2 separate regions of the Sus scrofa genome follow, and region 1 is linked to region 2. A link is a contact called in public HiChIP or PLAC-seq data. All regions are on one chromosome and are shown on one strand. Each heading gives the region's core, a stretch centred on a gene start, on an enhancer-like site or on the middle of the called end of the contact. The rest is flanking DNA. Distances are from core to core; before and after follow the strand shown.

Evidence for each region. HiChIP or PLAC-seq counts read pairs in DNA pulled down with a chosen protein or histone mark.
Region 1: a contact with region 2 is called in an H3K27ac HiChIP or PLAC-seq map of alveolar macrophages. The contact joins two enhancer-like sites. A contact is called at or near these places in 1 of 47 Hi-C or Micro-C datasets (heart right ventricle) and 1 of 2 datasets of contacts at active chromatin or transcription factors (alveolar macrophages).

Annotation. Positions count from the first base shown.
Region 1 is chr9:64,532,555-64,538,537 of Sscrofa11.1, reverse strand. ZC3H11A (zinc finger CCCH domain-containing protein 11A) reads right to left here. Exons shown (of 19, transcript XM_005656653.2): 6 at 3,364-3,487; 7 at 1,486-1,689; 8 at 1,243-1,359; 9 at 893-973; 10 at 1-49. Among named protein-coding and RNA genes, the nearest start is that of ZC3H11A, 17 kb to the right of the region's middle. Within about 2 kb of position 1,742, at least 16 of the 83 cell types and tissues checked have an H3K27ac peak or open chromatin away from gene starts, as enhancers often do. A contact at or near this core is called in alveolar macrophages, where this site is marked.
Region 2 is chr9:64,003,892-64,009,494 of Sscrofa11.1, reverse strand. No RefSeq gene overlaps it. Among named protein-coding and RNA genes, the nearest start is that of BTG2, 27 kb to the left of the region's middle. Within about 2 kb of position 4,109, at least 34 of the 83 cell types and tissues checked have an H3K27ac peak or open chromatin away from gene starts, as enhancers often do. A contact at or near this core is called in alveolar macrophages, where this site is marked.

The sequences.
Region 1 (5,983 bases), core at 493-2,992, 530 kb before region 2:
GGAACAGGCTGTGGCTGGAGTAAAAGACTGGAAACTCCTGAAGAACCTTCTGAATAAATCAAGTCAAAGAAGAGTAAGTAATTTATGGAAAGTAAAGCTTTCACAAATCAAGAAATTTCGTCTCTGTGACCAGATAAGTCCAATACGGACCACTGGACTACAAAAGCCAATCCGTCTTCATTTTGTCTGCCTACAGGGAAATGGGGCAGGGGAAGGGGAGATAATCTTATTTCTTACCTGCCCTTGGCACAAAGTGAATATAAAACATGAAACTGTTTTGACTGACTTAGGCATTCAATCTACTTTTATATACTAATAAGGCTAACATTATTCTAAAGGTAACCTCAGAAGCACAAGAGCTACATTAGGCGTATCAATTCAATCTTCTCTATCTATAATTAATCATCTGGAAAACACAACTCCAAGGTTCCTAAAGAACAAGCTTCAGCAAGAAGGTACTTAGACCCAATCATCTGATTATCTCTAAAATACTACATTTTACACTTTATCTGTAACTTTTAAGGTCAGAAATACAGATTAAGCTAAGGCAAGCACCAGAAGAAAAGCCTAGCTGTTCTTAAGGAAGAGCTCACCTACCATAAAATAAACTTTTCTATTTTTAATAACAGTTTATATGCTGTTCTTTAGAGTTATTTCTCAAAATAAGTTCTTTCAGTTTATTCTAAATGTCTAGAATATTTAGGGACTGAAACACAGCTGTAATGAATTAAAAAAGCAACCATCATTAAAATAAATCCGAGTTTAATTTATAAACTACAAAAATCAAAAACTGTTTGCTCATTTTGGTTGGTGCCAAGTGTCCTTATTATCAGAAGTATCCTTGTTCTCTAACAACATTCAACCCTCCAGGTCAAAACTCCTGATAACTCACCACCTTGCTTCTTGGATTTCTCCTTCATTTTCTTTGATTTAATTTCCTCAAGAGTTTTTATTCCGAAATTCAAACATTCACCTAGAAATGCAAACAGCAACTGTGTGAGGAACTAGCACCATTTCACCTTTGCATTTTATCTGTACATGGCTGGCATGCAAATGTTTTCTGAATGAATAAGAGAAAGTATGTGTAAGTAGGTGTGTGAGTATAATGGGAGCAGGGAAGAGGAAGGGGGTGGTAATTATGAACTAAAGTTCAGAGGTATTTAAAAAACAGGTATTTACACACATTCAACAGCACTGTAGGATTTATGAGCAGGAACTAGCATCAATATAGCCATTTCTTACCTTGTTTTAAATTGACCCCAGGTTTTCGAGCAGAAGCCACTCGTAATCCGTTATGAACTTCAGGAGTTGGCTGCAGGGTAGGTGTTTTGGTTTCATCACCTTCCTCAGAAAACTGATCTACATTATCAAAATTTAAGGCAAATTTTCAATTAAGAATAGGCCTAGATCTTCAAGTTGAATTCTGTCTAAATCAGTAAGTTACCCTGATCATTTACTTCCTTTAAAGAAAGAACTAAAACTTACCATCATCATCTTCATCATCATCTGCAGCATTGATTACCACTGGCGGATGTGTAGGGCTAGGAACATTTTCTGAACTTTCTACTTTCATAACACTTCGCAGCTGAGGAGAGGGATTAGACTGGACAGACAATTTGTTCTGTTGAACTGTGAGCTGGCTAGCTTTCACTTCCTCTTCTGGTGACTCAGGCACAGTGGGCAACACAGCTACACATACAAAGACAGTCATAAATTAAAAGTAGAAGACACAGGAGTTCCCTTCATGGCTCAGTGGCTAACAAACCCAGCTGGGATCCATGAGGAGGCAGGTCTGACCTCTGGCCTCACTCAGTGGGTTAAGGATCCAGCTTTGTCGTGAGCTGTGGTGTAGGGGGCAGACATGACTTGGATCCCCTGTTGCTGTGGGTGTGGTATCGGCTAGCGGTTGTAGCTCCGATCTGACCCCTAGCCTGGGAACTTCCATGTGCTGTGGCTATGGCTGTGAAAAAGCAAACAAAACAAAACAAAAAAACAGTAGAACATACAAGAAGATACAGTCCCAATTCATCAAAAATCCCTGACCACCTATGATAGGTTTGGGGATTTTCCTTAGGAGCATTGTCTTTTTATTTTAATTTGTATCTTTTAATTAAAAATTTACTTTCAAATTTCCACATTTTCCCAATTAGGTTCTAAACTTCCAGGGAGCTTTGAAAATGTGGCTTTCCTGGCTAACAACCATTCACTATATGTAAACACATACAAAGTCGGCATTCAATATAGAGAATAAACAGGAAGCTAGATGCATAGTAACTATTCACAAATTCTAAACATTTAATATTGAAATTCTAGGCTTTCTGATCAAGAAGAGCTTTTAAAAGAGATAGTAGGTAATACTTTTTTTTTTTTTTGCTTTTTAGGGCCACACCTATGGCATATGGAGGTTCCCAGATTAGGGATGGAATCAGAGCTATAGCTGCTGAACTACACCACAGCCACAGCAATACAGGATTTGAGCCTCATCTGCAACCTACACCACAGCTCACAGCAATGCCAGATCCTTAACCCACTGAGAGAGGCCAGGGATGGAACCTGCTTTCGTGGATTCTAGTCAGATTTGTTAACTGCTGAGCCATGGCGGGAACTCTGCTAACACTTTTGAACCAAACCAAAAAGGTTTTGTGAACCTACTTTTTTTTCTTAATGATAGATGAAAATATACAACTATGGAATTTTAATCATAAAGCAAACACAGCTTTTAAACGACCCATCGTTCCACTAGGAAATTACTTCAAAAGGAACTTTAGAAATAAATACGAGCTTCTGGTAGAAAGTGAGTTATGTTTTAGATTACACCGCAGGGAAGGGCTAGTAAATATTTTTTTGTAAAAAAGTATATAGTAAATATTTTAGGCCTTGTAGAACTCTGTCTCAACTACTCAACTTTGCAATAGTAGCAGAAAATCTGACCATAGAAAATACATAAACAAATGGGCATGGCTTCATTACAACAAAACTTTATTTCATAGAACAAGTGGAAGATCAGATTTGCCAAACCCTGGCCTGGAGAATCAAAAAAAAAAAAAAAAATTTTTTTTAAATCTGTATGGGTCTGACAAGAAAACAGGAAATGAGGTATGCTGTTGTAATCTAAACTGTCTTGCCAAGAAACACTTGTGAGACAGCATGACTTTTGGCAACAAAGTTTTAACTGTGACTCTCCTATTTGTTGGCTTATGATTGTGTACAAGACATTTAACCTTAATAAAGTTCAATTCCCTTATCTGTGAAGTGGAAATAATGCTACTGTCTCACAAGACTAAAAGAAGGCTACATCTATGAAGTATTTTGTACTGTGTGCATACTAAGTGTTATTAAAATTCAATTAAAAACTAATCTCACTTTTGCTTGGAGGTAGGAAAAGGCCATCGACGTAACGCCCTCTGTTGTGATGGAAAGCACAGTTTAGCTTCTGACATCCCATCGGCTGATTTTCCCAATAACAAGGAATCTCACTGCGTTTTTTCTGTAAGAGGAAAAACACACTGTTTTCAAATTTAAAAAAACACTTTTTCTGGACAAAGTTCATATAGAATTGAAAAACCTGTGGCATGAGATGATTCTGAGTAGTAGGAAGCAAGATGCTTAAAGTGACATCCTCTTGCATGACGCAGAGATTAAAGGAGCAGGGTTTGCTATTCTTTCTTTTTTTTTGTCTTTTCTAGGGCCGAACCCAAGGCACATGGAGGTTCCCAGGCTAGGGGTCTAATCAGAGCTGTAGCCACCGGCCCACACCGGTCACAGAAACTCGGGATCCGAGCTACATCTGCAACCTACACCACAACTCACGGCATCGCCGGATCCTTATCCCACTGAGCAAGACCAGGGATCAAACCTGCAACCTGTTTGTTCCTAGTTGGATTCCTTAACCACTGAGCCACGATGGGAACTCCTTTTCTTTCATCTTTGCCCTCATCCATGAACCCCTAAATGCCTACACTTAATTTAGAAAAGCAGGGCAATATAATAGTTAAGATTATAGAATCAAAGATAACAGGGTTTTAATCTCTATCATGCTAATTAGTGGCCATGTGATGTTAGACAAATGATTTAATGCCTCCTGGCCTCACTTCCTCAGCTAAAATGGGAGTAACAATAGCTATTTAATTTGTTTCTTAAGAAAAGTAAATGAAATGCATATGAAGCACTGAGCAAATAGATGAGACTCAGTAAACTGCAGTTATGATTTGAAGCTGAGAGTTCAAGAGTTAAGGAAGAAAATCCTTCCCATTTGTGACTTCTCAAAGGCTTAACACATGATAGTATCTCTGTCCTTCCCAAGCTCTTAAAAAGGGGAACAAGAAAAACAAGAATACCTGCACATCTAGAATGATCTGCTAGATGACAAGATATAATCCAAAAGAAATACATACATTAGTTCTAATTACACATTAGATGTGTTAAAGAATGTTCAAAGCAACACTACTTACAACAGCTCCACAACAGAAACCACCCAAATGTACATGAACACATTTAAAATGGATAAATACACTCTAGTATATTGACGTGATACAATACTATCTAGTAATGAGAAGGAATAAATACCAAAAGTTACAGAGTAATTGTTTCTTTTTTTTTTTTTTTTTTTTTTGCTATTTCTTGGGCTGCTGCCGTGGCATATGAAGGTTCCCAGGCTAGTGGTCGAATCGGAGCTGTAGCCGCCAGCCTACACCAGAGCCACAGCAACGAGGGATCCGAGCCGCGTCTGCAACCTACACCACAGCTCATGGCAACACCGGATCCGTAACCCACTGAGCAAGGGCAGGGACCGAACCCGCAACCTCATGGTTCCTAGTCGGATTCGTTAACCACTGCGCCACGACGGGAACTCCATAATTCTTTTTCTGAAATTTATCTAGTGAATTTCTTATTTGGAAGACAGTCAGCATAGAGAGTAGTTGAGAGACCATAAATCTGCAACTAGAATGGAGTAGTTGTATATAACCCCAGGCATACAAATTACATACTCGGTCTCTTTCTTCTTTGCCCACCCCCATCTCAAACAATTCAGTCCAAAGGCATCAATCAGGTAGGTCTTCATGCTGGGAGAGGGAAGAGCAAGGGGCCCAGAGCAGGGTGTTGGAGGCTGACTGAGATGAGGAAGGTGTCCATATGACAAGGTGGAACTTGCACAGGGTGTCAGGGTTAGCAAGACATTTGTGTACCAGGATGGCCTGGCACAATATTGGAGCCTGAGAAGAATGAGCAAGGCTTTATGCAGTAGGATTCCAACGTAGGGTGAGGAGAGGGGTACTCATAAACAGTCACCATAGAATTCGAATCAAAGACCAAGCAAGGTGAGGAAGGCTGGGTTTTCCTGAGTGGGGACCTGGTGCAGACTTGGAGAATAAGCAGGGTGAGGAAAACAAGCATCTCACATGGGAGGGCTGCCCAACAGAGGACTAAAAACTCAAGGATTTGAAAAAGGAATCCATGGTGGGAGAGACGGGTCCACAGTAGGACACTGGGGTACAAGCAAGGTGAGAAAGAATCCTCACAGAAGAGCAAGCCAGGAGGGCTTCCCTGTATAGTACAGGATGTTGGAATCGAAATGAAGTGAGAAAGGAGGAACAGTCCTGTGGAGGAAAAGTCTTACATGTTATCAGAGCCTGAGAGGAAGAAAGAGGCTGTGACAGATTATTGGTTTACACAAGTAGGGCACTGATCAAATAAGACTAAGGACAACAGGAATCAAGTTTTGGAGAACTGAGTTTCAAGTATGGAAGAAGTCTAGATGAAACCTTGTAGTGTTGATAAATTGGGGGCATCTATGTGAACTCATCTACTATGATTTTCAATACATATTTTCAATACACATTTTCAATACACAAATAAGTAATGATGTAAATATGTATATACATTTATACATTCCACCATTCTGCCCACTGCAGGCATGGGAGCAGTGACACTCCAGGAGCAGCTACACTAGAAGGAACCAAGGCTCTCTGGAAAAATGGCTGAT
Region 2 (5,603 bases), core at 2,860-5,359:
TCACAAACCCACCCCAAGAAGGTCATTATCTGATGGGCGGCTCTCATTTGAGTATAAAGAAGAATCTGGGAGCTCCTGTTGTGGCTCAGCAGGTTAAGAACCCAACAAGTATCCCTGAGGATGTGGGTTTAGTGCCTGGCCTTGCTCAGTGGGTTATGGATCTGGTATCACCGCAAGCTTCAGTGTAGGTCACAGATGCAGCTCGGATCCAGAGTTGCTGTGGCTATGGTGTAGGCTGGCAGCTGTGGCTCTGATTCGACCCCTAGCTGGGGAACTGCCATGTGCCACAGGTGTGGCTCTAAAAAGAGAAAAAAGAAAAATGGAAAAGGAGAATCTGCGGGTGGACTTGCAGCTTGCAGGCCCTACCTCAGGTCCAGGCCCAGAAATGTGGTGCCATGGACCCACTCTGAGGAGTGTTGCTTTCTTGCTTGCTTTCCTTCTTTTCTTCTCTTCTCTTCTCTTCTCTTCTTTCTCTTCTCTTCTCTTCTCTTCTCTTCTCTTCTCTTCTCTTCTTTCTCTTCCCTTCCCTTCCCTTCTCTTTCTTTTCTTTTCTTTTCTTCTCCTCTCCTCTCCTCTCCTCTTCCTTCCTTCCTTCCTTCCTTCCTTCCTTCCTTCCTTCCTCTCTCTCTCTCTCTCTCTCTCTTTCTTTCTTTCTTTCTTTCTTTCTTTCTTTCTTTCTCTCTCTTGTCTTTTGTCTTTTTAGGGCTGCAGGCACCTGAAGTATATGGAGGTTCCCGGGCTAGGGGCCGAATTAGAGCTGTAGCTGCCAACCTACACCACAGCCACAGCAATGCAGAATCCGAGGCACATCTGTGACCTGCACCACAGCTCATGGCAACACCAGATCCTTAACCCAGTGAGCAAGGCCAGGGATCGGACCCACGTCCTCATGGATGCTAGTTGGATTCGTTAACCAGTGAGCCATGACAGGCACTTGGAAGTGTTGCTTTCTTAGGAAACCAAGTCCAAGAAGGAGGGAAGTGATTTTTTTTTTCTCCCTGAGGAAGGTACCAGTGGGAATCCTAAGAAAACTGGACAAAGGGCAGCTTCAGCAGCATCACCCAGCCCTCTACCTTCAGGGCATACTCACATGCCTCGCCCTCTTCCTGGGGCCTAAGCTCCAACCCAGCCTCTCCAGAGGAAGGGAGGAGCTTGGAGTTCCCAGCCAAACTCTCTTTGGGACGATGGGGTGGGACACAGCTGGGTTGGGCTAGAAAAAGGGGAAAATCCAGTATGAGGTCAGAAACAGGGTTTGGGGTTCTGCTGAGTCAGGTCTGACTACCCAGGGCCAGTGAAGAGTGGCCCGAACTCAGCCGAGATGCTGCAATCACAACTCTCATCTCGGCAGGCTCAGGGAGCCCAGTTCTTGCGACAGAAGGAAAATAGACTCCAGCAAATCTTCTTGGAATGATCTGTTTATTCAACAGAGTACTTAGAACACTTACTCTATGCAAGTTCTAGATGCTGGTGATACAGAAGTGAGCAAAACAGGCAAAATTTCTGCCCTTTTAGAGCTTATCTTCTACTGGGGATAATAATAAATAAAATATGTATTTCCATTGGTGTTAAAGAGGGAAGCAGGATAAAAAGTGTCAACAGGAGTTCCCGTCGTGGCGCAGTGGTTAACGAATCCGACTAGGAACCATGAGGTTGCGGGTTCGGTCCCTGCCCTTGCTCAGTGGGTTAACGATCCGGCGTTGCCGTGAGCTGTGGTGTAGGTTGCAGACGCGGCTCGGATCCCGCGTTGCTGTGGCTCTGGCGTAGGCCGGTGGCTATATCTCCGATTCAACCCCTGGCCTGGGAACCTCCATATGCCGCGGGAGCGGCCCAAGAAATAGCAACAACAACAACAACAACAACAAAAAAGACAAAAGATTTAAAAAAAAAAAAGTGTCAACAGCCAGCATATTGTTGAAAGTTTAGGCTTCTGGAGAGGATGGCTTGTTTTTTGTTTTTTTTTTTTTGTTTGTTTGTTTGTTTTTGGCTGTTCCCCATGGCAGGTGGAATTTCCTTGGCTATGGATCCATCCCATGCCAGAGCTGTAACAAGAGACACAGCAGTGACAACACTGGATCCTTAACCTGCTGAGCCATGAGGAAACTCCTGGGAGGGTGGCTTTTACTGAAGACTTTAAGTAAGAAAGGGAGGCATAAGGCTTTCTGGAGAAATCGAATTCTAGGCAAGTGCAAAGGCACTGGGGCAGGGTGGGACAAGGCGGGTCTGAGTTACAGCATGTTGCTCAGTGTGGCTGAAGCTGGGAGCACAAGGGGAAAGGTGAGGAGATGGAATCAGAGGTAGCAGTGACCTTGTTGGCCACAATGGGGACTTAGGCTCTTACTCTTAGTGAGGTAGGGAAGCCAAAGGGGAATTGTGGCAGAGGAGCAACCTGATCTGACTCATATATACATTTTTTTTTTTTTTTGTCTTTTTAGGGCTGCACCTGTGGTGTATGGAGGTTCCCAGGCTAGGGGTTGAATTGGAGCTGTAGCTGCCAGCTTACACCACAGCCACAGCAACGTGGGATCTGAGCTGCTTCTGCAACCACAGCTCACTTCAATGCCACATCCTTAACCCACTGAACAAGGCGAGGGATTGAACCTGCATCCTCATGGATGCTAGTCAGATTTGTTTCTGCTGAGCCACGACGGGAACTCCTGATCTGACTCATATTTTTAAGGGATCCCCTGTGGCAGCCGTGTTGAAAATAGATGAGTGGGTCAAGGGTGGAGGCAGGGAGACCAGGTCAGAGGCCCGCAAAATATGACCATGGGAAATGATGGTAGTTTGGATTGGGTTGTTAGCAGTTGAAAGCTAAGAAGTGGCTGGATATTTTAAAGGAAGAGCCTTCAGGGTTTGCTGATAAACAAAATATGGGTTGTGAGAAAAAAAAAAGTATGTGCCTCTGCTAGGAAATCCTTTATATGCAATATCATTAAAATTTCTCAATAAACATATAAGTGAGGTTCTATCATTATATTCTACTTTACAGATTAGGAAACTGACAGAAGGCTAAGTGACTTGAAAAATCCTGTGGCTAGCAAGTGGTAGAGCTGGTATTTAAATCCAGTCTTCCACCAAACAGACCTTAGCAGCTATACTGTAAAAATCTCATCCATTCACTCAACAGATTTCTAGGGCACATCTACCCTGCAGCAAGCATTAGCCTAAATTTTGGGGGTGCAAAAATGAATGAAAGACAGTTCTTGACCTTGAAGAATGTATGGTTTGGAGGAGGAGACAGATAGGAATAGAAAGACAGCAGTGAGGTCACAGACACGGCTTGAATCTGGTGCTGGGGCATAGGCCTGGGAACCACCATACATTTTTAGGGTGCAGCCCTAAAAAGATAGAAAGAAAGGAAAGAAGACAGACAGAAAGAAAGATAGACAGACAGTAGTGAGGTAAGTTTGCAGAGTCCTAAGCCCTCCGAGGAGTGGGCAACTGTGCCCACTGGGCTGGAGACTGAGTAGGACTCTGCCAGAAGAGAGGATGCCGAAGCATTCCTGGCTGAGGGAACTGCATGTGCCAACAAGGGAAGTCTAAGGGGTCGGGAGCTGTCAGAGGTGTGCACTACAGTACTTTGCATTAGGAGGAGTTCAGGGAGTCCTGGGAAGCTGGGCAGGCAGGTGAACTGGAAGGAGCATACCCGAGGACAAGGTGAAATCGCTCCAGTCTTCCAAAGGGCAGAGAAGTGGTCAGATCCGTTTTCCAAAGATCTCTCTTCATGTGGCAGGTGGATGCCGGGAATAAGAAGACATAATTTTCCCTGCTTCAGGATGATGTGATCTGGGAAATCTGGCAAGTTGGCAAGGAAGGGCATGTTTCCAGGAAACAAACAGTACGTTTGTTCCAGGGCACGTTTCCCATGCCTGCGTGTCTGTGTGTGTGTGTGTGTCTATAAATACACACAGCACTCAGCTGGAGTCTTACACAGGGTCATGACAGCATCCTGCCACACTCCCTGAGCTGTCTCTGCTGTCTTCTTTCCTCTTCTGGGCAAGGCTTAGCTCCGTAAAGCACGCAATTCCACCACCCAGCAGGCAGGGAGGGCCAGAATCTGACCTCTGTCTTATCACTTCCCCTAGGACTCGAAAGCGAGCATCTAAACTGTAAAGTTTGGCCAAAGGAGGAAATGGGGCACTGTTAGAACAAAGCTCAGTGTGGACTGACTCTCCAGGAGTGAGAAGTGGGGGTCTGTTTCCAAAACTGACCCACATCCAGTGGTTCGAGGACCATGCTGGTAGTGATGGTATGAGAAGACAGCTATAGCTCCTTGTCCCATCCACCTCTGTGAAGGATCAGATTAAAGGAGGAGACAGAGAAAGACATTACATACATATCTCTCTCTCTATGCACATACGTATGTACGTATGTGTATATATAACATATATAGATGCACAGATATACACATATATGTTTATTTATATATATGTAGATAGACAAAGACAGACACAGGAAACAGGGACAGAGACAGACAGAGACAGAGAGATGGGGCAGCCGAATATTAACTCTGACAATCTTCAAGGCCCCAGCTAGGGCAGCTCTGCTAAAACTGGTGCACAGAACTGATGGTTTTTTTTTGTTGTTGTTAATTACTCAGTGAATTTTATTACATTTATAATTGTACAACGATCATCCCAACCCAATTTTATAGCATTTCCATCCCAAACCCCCATCCCATCTCCCCACCCCCAACCTGTCCCCTTTGGAAACCATAGTTTTTCAAAGTCTGTGAGTCAGTATCTGTTCTGCAAAGAAGTTCATTGTGTCCTTTTTTTAGATGCCACATGTAAGTGATAGCATATGGTGTCAGTGTCTCATTGTCTGACTGGCTTCACTTAACATGATAATTTCTAGGTCCATCCTTGTTGCTACAAATGCCATTATTTCTTTCCTTTTAATGGCTGAGTAATATTCCTTTGTGTATATGCCACCACATCTCCTTTTTTCACTCCTCTGTCGATGGACATTTAGGTGGTTTCCATGTCTTGGCTCTTGTATATAGCGCTGCAGTGAACATTGGAGTACACGTATCTTTTTGAGTCATGGTTTTCTCTGGATAGATGCCCAGGAGTGGGATTGCTGGATCAAACGGTAATTCTATTTTTAGTTTTCTGAGGAATCTCCATGCTGTTTTCCACAGTGGTTGCACCAATTTACATTCCCACCAACAGTATAATAGGATTAACATTGTTTATAAACTCCTATTGTTTGTAGATTTTTTGATGATGCTGGTACACAGAATTGATGCTGATGTGCAAACGGAGTCCAGCCTAGTTCACCTTCCACAACCCCAGCTTAGAAATTTGTATTGGTTTCTCCCCCACCTTGTCAGTGCAGGAAAAACAAAACAAAACAAGACAAAACCAAACAAGAGTGACAGTGAAACAGGAAAACTCAGACTCACAGGGATTCTTACAGTGAAGTTTCCTCCCCAAGGGCCTCCTCACCCCTCCGTTCCAGGCCAAGGGGGAAACCAGCCCTTCCTGAGCCCCATCCCAGCCGTCAGGGCCTGGTGGCAGGGGTGGGGGCTGGGGGTAGGTGCTGGCCACCTACCTGCCCCCTGGAGCACTAGGATTTGGAAAGGTTCACTGGGCAGCTAA